3 separate regions of the Sus scrofa genome follow, and regions 2 and 3 are each linked to region 1. The links are chromatin contacts, called in public Hi-C and HiChIP or PLAC-seq maps. All regions are on one chromosome and are shown on one strand. Each heading gives the region's core, a stretch centred on a gene start, on an enhancer-like site or on the middle of the called end of the contact. The rest is flanking DNA. Distances are from core to core; before and after follow the strand shown.

Region 1 (2,700 bases), core at 81-2,580:
ATGACCCCTCAGGGAGGATGCACTCACTCACCTCGAGATGATCAGTGAAAAAGGAAAAAAAAAACAAACCCAAAAACTCTTCTGCTCTCGGGAACGATTCCACAAAGTTTTCATAAAATGTTTCACCATCTCCCACCTCAAATTGGAGAGGCTGAGGGGTTTTAACCTCTGGGACACATCTGAATGGTTTCAGAGCTGGCTGGGCTCCACACATGTGTTCAGACTGTAAAATCACTAGGAAAAGACTTCCTGTTGGGGAAATGGGAATCAGCCCAGGTCCAGACTCACCCTGAGAATCCCAATCTCCGCTCTGGGAAAGGACCACTCCAAAGGCAACGTGAAGATGAGAAACCAAGAGAGCCACTGCTGTGCCCCCAAAAGCCCTCTCCTTCCATTCTCCCCAAAGAGATCCGAAGGCTGATCTACTCTAACAGATGGAGCTGAACAGCTCACTTAAGATAATCGACCATTCTACCTGGCCAACTCAGCTGTCGTAAGAATTCAGGAAAACTTGAAGTTTTCGCAGGAGCAAAGCCGGAAGTCTTAAAGTCTGACGTCCCCCCAGCAATGACCCGGCATCCTTTGGGCTCCTTACCAAAGGAAAGGAAGTTTACTCCAAAGAGTGGCGCGCATCTTGGGGCGCAGCGCATAGGTCCAACCTGTGCCACCGGGAAGCCGAGGGGGCAAGTTCCAAGAGGCTCGAGAGAGTTCAAAGCTCCTGAAGAGCCCATCCCCAGTCCGGAGGGTGAGCCTGCGTGCCTCCTTCCGCCGCCCCCTCCCCCGGTCTTTGTAGGCGGCAAACACTGCCACGCGGATGTCCCGGAAGAGAAATGACAGCTTCGGGAGATCAACTCCACGGCGGGCGCGGAGGCAGCCGCCGTGCGCTCGGGCTAAAGGGTTCCAGGGTCCCCGGCCGGCTCGCAGCGAAAGGAGCGCAGGATCGTGCCTGAGTCAACGTCCTCTTCCTGGGGCTCGAGAACCACGCTTCGGCCGCGGGCAGCCTGGAGCGCTCCCCGGAGGCGGAGGCGGCGGGGCTCCCCGGCCTCCGCTCCGCGCCGCCGCCACGCTCCCCGCCCGGCCGCCTCGGCCTCCTCCTTCTACCCGCCCCGCCTCCGTGGTGGCGCCACCACTTACCTTACGAGAGCAGGGAGGGGGGGCCACGGCTCCGCGGAGGTCGGGGCGGCGTGGGGAAGTCGTCCCTCGACCCTTCCGCTCCTCACAGGCTCCGGCTTGAGGCGCGACGCGGGCGGAACAAACGGGCTCCACTACCCGCGGGGGCCGGCCATTGTGCGACGTCATCAGGCCGCGACGGTTGTCCTGCGGGCCGGGCGGGCTTACCTCTCTTGCCCCGCCCTCCGCCCGCTTCCTTCCGGCCTCCGCGCAGCTGCCTCCTCGCAGCCCCGCCCCCGCGGCGCGCGCCCGCCTGAACCCGACAGGACGCAGGCGCGGCCGAGGCCCCGCCTCCCGGGCGGGTCTCAGGACGCGCGCGCCGGCCGTCGTGCGGCTGGGAGAGCTTCCCGGGCCTCCGGGTCACGTGACGCGTGAGCGCCGGCGGGTTCCCGCCCCGCTGTGCGAGCTGCGCGCGGAGATGGGTCCCGGGGAGGTGGGGCGAAGAACTTACCTGCCCCCTTCCGGGTGGGGAGCTTCCGCGCAGGGGGGCTGCGCACCCAATCCAAAGTTAGTCCTTTCAGGGAAATGAGTTTATTTTATTTTTAATCTTTTCAGGGCGCACCCGCGGCTTATGGAAGTTCCCAGTCTAGGGGTCAAATCGGAACTGTAGCTGCCGGGCTACACCACAGCCACAGGAACGAGGGGGCAGAGCCGTGTCTGCGACCTGTAGCACAGTTCACTGCAGTGCCAGATCCTTAACCCACTGAGCGAGGCCAGGGATCGAACCTGCTTCCTCAGGAATGCTAGTCAGATTCCTTTCTGCTGAACCACGACGGGAACTCCAGGAAATGAGTTTAAATAACGAAGATTAAACTTTTTAAACTGTTTTGGGGGGATTAAATCCCCCCTTCCGTTAGATAGAATCAGTTCAAAACAAAATGATCATTTTCGAGATAGCGAGTTAAAATGTCAAAGCCTAGGAGTTCCCGTGGTGGCACAGCGGAAATGAATCTGACTAGGAACCATGAGGTTGGGGGTTTGATCCCCGGCTTCGCTCAGTGGGTTTACGATCCGGTGTTGCCGTGAGCTGTGGTGCAGGTCACAGACGCGGCTCGGATCTGGCTTGCTGTGGCTGTGTCGTAGGCGGCAGCTGTAGCTCGGATTAGATCCCTAGCCTGGGAACCTCCATCCTGAGGGTGTGGCCCTAAAAAAAAAAAAAAAGTCAAAGCTGAAACATTTGAAACTATTTCTGTGTAACTAAATAGCTATTGCTTTATCAAATATAACTGATCCAACACAAAACAATCATTTTTGAGATACTGAGTTTAAATGTCAAAGCTTAAACTTTTTAACTATTCCCAATGTTGTTTAAAGAGAAACAGCTCTGATTAGACCCCTAGCCTGGGAATTTCCATATGCCTTGGGAGTAGCCGTAAAAAGACAAAAGACAAAAAAATAAAAAATAAAAAAAATTTTTTTAAATTAAAAAAATGAAAACAACAGCCCCAAAATGGAGTCACTTATGCTAAGCCTAACCAGACTTCATGACTAATCTAATTGAAATTTCAGCCCCTCCCAGGAGTGGAAATT
Region 2 (2,700 bases), core at 132-2,631, 73 kb before region 1:
CAACTTAGAATAGATGTACAAGGAGATCCTGCTGAATAGCATTGAAAACTATGTCTAGATACTCATGTTGCAACAGAAGAAAGGGTGGGGGAAAAAATGTAATTGTAATGTATACATGTAAGGATAACCTGACCCCCTTGCTGTACAGTGGGAAAATTAAAAAAAAATATTTTAAAAAAAATTAAAAAAAAAAACACACTTAAAAAAAAAAAAAAGAAAGAAAGAAAAGATTACACAGAAACTTCCAGGAACAAAGCTGGTGGCTGAGCCCAGAGTGGGAAGCTATGTTGGGTTCTCCTACCTCGACTGAAATCTGAACTATTTTAAAGCCAAAAATAAATTTTTATAAAGAAGTGGAAAACAGAGTTCTCTCTTTAACGAATAGAGTTTCACTGAAATTCTAAAGGTCTGGTGTGGAGGGTGGTGATGGTGACGGAACAATGAGGCGGGAACTTAGCGCTACAACCATATGCCTAAAAGTGGTTAAAGGGGTGCATTTTATACCAATAAAAGAGTCAATATAAACGTGGCAATCCATTTCAACCGTGAAAATACAATGCTGGCTGGACTGGCATCCAAGAGGATGACGGTTCGATCCCTGGCCTCGATCAGTGGGTTAAGGATCCGGCGTTGCCGTGAGCTGTGGTGTAGATCGCAGATGAGGCTCGGACCCCGCGTTGCTGGAGCTGTGGTCTAGACCGACAGCTACAGCTCCGATTAGACCCCTAGCCTGGGAACCTCCATATGCGGCAGGTGCGGCCCTACGAGGACAGAAATAAAAAATGTTAAAAAAAAAAGCTTGCTTACACGGAGTTTAATAACAGGGCAGTGGGGTTTGAAAGCACCGACTTCCGATGCAGTTTAACCTGCAACCCAAGCACTGGTGGGAGGGATCTGTGGGGACCTCGGACGGCGGGCCCCCTTTCTGGAGTCTCCGTCCGGAACTTCCAGGGTGTCAGGCCTCCCGACCCGGCTCAACACGCCAGCGCGGACGACCGCCTCCTCCCTCAGCCCCGGGCCCCAGGGCCCAGAACGCCCACCGCGACCTCCCTCCCCCCCTCCCTCCGGAGCCTCGCTCAGCCCCGACGTCGGCACGTTCCCGGGAAGGCAGCCGCCACGCGCTTGCGCAAAGGCGGCGCCTGCGCGGACCCCGCTTCAGGGCCCACCAACCCCCGCGCCTGCGCAGAGCCGCAGCGTGTCTGCGGGCCAGCGGGGGCGGGCTCAGCGTCGGCTGCCCATCGTCCGATCCCGCTCATTGGCTGAGAGATGGAGTGTGTGCCAGACCCGCCGCTGATGGGGCGGCAGGCGAACAGGTGGGGCCGCGCAGGCCAATCGCGGAGCCGGCTGCAGCGCCGGCCAATCGCGGAGCCGGCTGCAGCGCCGGCCAATCGCGGAGCCGGCTGCAGCGTCGGTCAGGGAGGCCGGCGGCGGACGGCCGGGGTCGCGCAGGTCTTCGGAGATGGCCTCGGAGCAGCAGCCCGTAGTGGTGACCTGCACCGCGCCGGTCAACATCGCGGTCATCAAGTACTGTGAGTGCGCGGGCCCGGGGCCGCGGGGGCCCTGCGGGCGGGGAAACTGAGGATTGGAGGGGCGGATTTGGACGGAGGACCGGGTCCTCCGCCCGCGGGACAGGCGGGCTGGGCTCTTGTGCGGACGTGGTTGTAGGTTCGCGTGCAGGTGTGAGGACTCTCCGTCCCGCCCTCCACCCGGCCTGCGGTGCGGCTCGCGGAGCTCGGCACCATCTGCAGGCGGGACACCGGGGGACACGGTCCCTACAGGACGTCCATCCCCGTGGGGGCCGCAGGGCTTGGCGCTCACGGTCACGCCCACGCTACCTCCGCCTGCTCTCGGTGTCTGTCTTGTTCTGGTCTCAAGAATGTGCCAGGGATCGGCTCCACTGACTCGCTCCTTTTTGGCGAGTCCCCGGGTGGATCTTCGACTCAGTACTTCTCTCCTGTCCTCTTCCCAGCGCGGAGGGGCCATAGTTTGCCTGGCCATATGCCTTTTCCAGGGAGCTGGGCGGTTTCCGACTTGAATCAGGAATAAAGCTGCTGTAAGTTTTTGAGTACAGGTTTTGTGTGAACGTAAGCTTTCAATCTGGTGGATAAACGCCCGGAGGACAGCTGCTGGGCCACAGAGTGGGTGCATGCTTGGTTTTTTCCAAGTTTCCCCACGTTTGTGCCATTTTTCATTCCCACCACCAACGTTTAATGTGCGTGTGATCCAGTTTTTCAGCATGTGGTGTTGTCACCAGCTTTTATTTTAGCCATTCTGATAGGTATGTGGCTTTTTAACCACTGAGTTTTGAATTCTTATTCTAGATAGTAATCCCTGCTGGAAGTGTGGTTTGCAAATACTTTCTCCCACCGTGTAGCTTCTTGTCTTTTCATCCGAACAGGGTCTTTCAAAGGGCCAGAGTTGTTAGGTTTCGGTGGGGCCCAGCGCGGCAGCTTCTCCACCCTTAGAGTGGCTTTTGGTATCAAGTCTGAGCCCTCTTTCCTAGTCCTCCATCCTGAAGCGTCTACTGCGTTCTTTCCTAGCAGGTTCAGTGGGTTTTTTTCAAATTGATGTCTGTGATCCATTTTGAGTGATGTTTTTGCACGAGGTCTGAGACAGGGGTCTCGGCTCTGCTTGGCTAGGGGTGCCCAAGCAGCCTTGGAAGAGGCCAAGCTTCCTCTGCCGAACCGCTTTTGCACTTTT
Region 3 (2,918 bases), core at 35-2,534, 100 kb before region 1:
TCATCCAGAACACCTGCCAAAGATCCCAGGCTGCTCTCATCTGCCCTAGATGTGTTCCTGCTGCCGGGATGGCGCTTCCCCCCTACCCCGCAGCACCTGCATTCCCAACTCTCCCCATAAGCTCCATCAATACCTTCCTGCCACCTGATCCACGGCTGGATAATGGAGAAAACAGATCCTGACCCATGGAGAACGGTACTCACATCAGGAACCAACACCTACACACACACCCATCCCCCACTCCCCAGTCCCGGAACGTACGAACGAAAAGGAAAGGGACAAAAGGCTTTCCAATGCCGAGAAATTAAGCCAGAGATGCGGGGGCAGCCCTGGCTGCTGAGTGAGGGCTCACCTGCAGAAGGCATCTCCTGCTCGGATCACCACGACAGGCAGGCCTTCCTTGCACTTCACACACTTCTGCTCACGGCTTTGGAAAGGGGAAGAAAAAACAGGAAAGCAAATTACACCTCCTCCCAAGGGCATCAGGGAGATGGGAGCCTGCTTCTTACCCCAAGCTGCCGTGCGAGAGATCAAATGGGGGTTATACCCCAGGAAACAGGGCTTTTGTCTTATCCTAACTACCACTCTGAGGAAAGGCCAGGGACCGAAGGGGATTTTAGTCTGCTAAAGCCGGTTCAGTGGCCTCTTAACGGCCACCTCTCAGTCTCTCAGGGGCTGGCAGAAGAGAGACAACTTCCGTGCGGCCCAGAAGGGAGAAGTGGAGTCAGTGGGTGGAAGAGAAAGGGGCTCCGACTTTCCTGAGTAAGGGGAGCGGCGAAGCCGCCCTACTGGCTGCAAGAATTAAAGGTGGGAGAGCGCAGAGCGAGCTTCTCCCTGCAGTGCTCAGCGCCGGCCCGCCAGGCACTCCCGCGGTGCTGCGGTGGGAGATTCGGCCCCCGACGGAGGCCCCCCGACGCCCAAGGCCCGCCCTCGGCGGACGCCGGGATTCCCGGAGCGCAGCCCCCGTGACTGACCACAAAGCGCGGGTCCGCCCACGGGGCAAGAGCTCGCCGCCGGCCGGAGGGGAAGCCGCCCAACTCTTACCCGGGCCGTGAAGGCTGCAGGCCCTCGGGCGAGGGCTCCCCGTAGTCCTCGTCCACCTCGCACATGGCTTCGCCAAGTCGCTCCTTAAACCGCAGCGGCGAGGCGCGCTCCGACTACGTCACCGCGGCGCGGGCGCGGCTGTGACGTCCAGGGGGGCGGGGTGGCCGCTGGCGTTCTCTATGACGTCACCGAGACGCCAGCGCGACTGTGACGCGAGGGTCTGGGACGGGCGCTCCCTGTGACGTCAGCTCGGCGCCGTCGCGGCTGTGACGCGCTGGCCGGGCCGGGCAGGGCCGGGACAGGGGCGGCGGCGGCGGCGGCGGCGGCGGGCCGGCCCCGGGATGGCGATGTTCCGCAGCCTGGTGGCGTCCGCTCAGCAGCGGCAGCCACCGGGCGGGCCTGCGGGCGGCGACAGCGGTTTGGAAGCGCAGTACAGCTGCCCCATCTGCCTAGAGGTCTACCACCGGCCCGTGGCCATCGGCAGCTGCGGCCACACGTGAGTGCGCCGGCCTTCAGGAGGCCGCGGGGTCGGGCACCGCCGCGGGCAGGGCCCTGCAGCCGCCCTGGCACAGCCCCGGCGCGCGGAGAACTTAGGGGGCGGGAGGGCGCGGGGCCCCTGGGGCAGAGCCGTTTCTGCCCTTTGGGGCGCGTTCATCCGCCTCAGCCCAGCCTCCTGCCCGCCCGCCCTGGGCTCTCGACCCGACCCCTCCGTTGTCAGACCGGGCCGACCAGCAGCCCTGCCCGGTGTCGGGTGCCCCGGGGGCCGCTGACGGCCTCGGCAGGCCTCCCTGGGGACTCAGAGCGCAGCAGGCGCGAACTCTGCGCCGGTCGCCTTCGATCTGGTCCCGTGGAGACCGGGGTGGACAGTTGTAAATAAATGTCTTGTAGCTTTTGCTGTCAACTCTTTTTCGGACCCGCTGTCTGCCTGTCTTGACTGCAGAGGAGAGGAGTTCCCTAAAGTTGGGGCATAGGCTTGTTTGGAGTCTGATGCTGTTTTGTTTTGATGGAGAACTTGGGTCTCATCCATCACTGACCAGCCATGCAGGCTGGCCCCCAGGAGACCAGGTGCCACACACCTTGTTAAAGGTTTCCAGCTGTGCCAGGACCCGGTGGTTTCAGGAACGGAAACCTGAGCATGCGGCTCTCCTTCCCGATGAGCACCGCACTCCAGTCTTCTGGGAGCTGCCAGCCTGGCTGGGAGGGGGCCGAGATCAGAGTGCCTGCTCTCCAGCTCTCCTGAGCTCTGAATAATACAGCTCTTGAGTGAAATTAGCAGGGTGGGGAGAGGGGGCAGGAGGGCCCGGCTGCCAGCAGAGCTGCTGAAGAGGTGGGGCCAAGTGCACCCAGGCTGGTAGGAGGCCCTAGCACATTTTGCAAACAAAGCCAGCTAACCTGGAAGGAGCTGGACCTGCTGAGTGTGTGCTGCTCATCACCCAGGGAGGTGGCATCCATGGTGTCAGGAGCTGGGAAGCCTGCACACGCAGACACGCACACACATACACAGCATGCGCATGGCAGGACAGGCACCTGCTCACACCCAGGGAGCCCTGCGGGCTTGTCCTGAAGGTGCACTGTGTGTCCCTTCTCCAGGCCGTTTGTGAGGTGTTGGCGGGGCGGCCTCTGCGCAGAGCTTCCTTCTTGTAAGCACACACTCGTGGGTGTTGTAAGCTCTGCTCGGCATCTTTCAGCCCGTCCCTGAGGGAACTGCAGGGCTGTCCCGGGGCCTAATTTTAGAAAGCCTTTCCTAGGCTTCAGTTGGTTTCAACACTCACCCAGCCCCGCTGGGCTGTGGTGGTTTGGCTCTTCTGCTCAGCACAAATCTGTTTTCGCTTTTTCCGATTAAGTGTTTTCTGAAAAAGTGGTTTTCGGAATAC

The links. A called contact is a pair of places that touch in the nucleus more often than the background predicts. HiChIP or PLAC-seq counts read pairs in DNA pulled down with a chosen protein or histone mark.
Region 2: a contact with region 1 is called in a Hi-C map of liver, with 4 times the contacts expected there. The contact joins the promoter of MVD here to the promoter of ZC3H18 in region 1. A contact is called at or near these places in 5 of 47 Hi-C or Micro-C datasets (fetal heart ventricle, heart right ventricle, liver and 1 more) and 2 of 2 datasets of contacts at active chromatin or transcription factors (alveolar macrophages and skeletal muscle).
Region 3: a contact with region 1 is called in an H3K27ac HiChIP or PLAC-seq map of alveolar macrophages. The contact joins the promoter of RNF166 here to the promoter of ZC3H18 in region 1. A contact is called at or near these places in 1 of 5 promoter capture datasets (liver), 3 of 47 Hi-C or Micro-C datasets (heart right ventricle and skeletal muscle) and 2 of 2 datasets of contacts at active chromatin or transcription factors (alveolar macrophages and skeletal muscle).

The regions. Positions count from the first base shown.
Region 1 is chr6:1,080,211-1,082,910 of Sscrofa11.1, forward strand. ZC3H18 (zinc finger CCCH domain-containing protein 18) reads right to left here and starts at 1,331. Exons shown (of 18, transcript XM_021093665.1): 1 at 1,135-1,331.
Region 2 is chr6:1,006,725-1,009,424 of Sscrofa11.1, forward strand. MVD (diphosphomevalonate decarboxylase) reads left to right here and starts at 1,382. Exons shown (of 10, transcript XM_021093666.1): 1 at 1,382-1,529. The coding sequence starts at 1,460.
Region 3 is chr6:975,673-978,590 of Sscrofa11.1, forward strand. It overlaps RNF166 (RING finger protein 166), which reads left to right and starts at 1,285. Exons shown (of 6, transcript XM_021093662.1): 1 at 1,285-1,540. The coding sequence starts at 1,386. It overlaps CTU2 (cytoplasmic tRNA 2-thiolation protein 2), which reads right to left and starts at 1,209. Exons shown (of 16, transcript XM_021093659.1): 1 at 1,045-1,209; 2 at 353-427. The coding sequence starts at 1,109.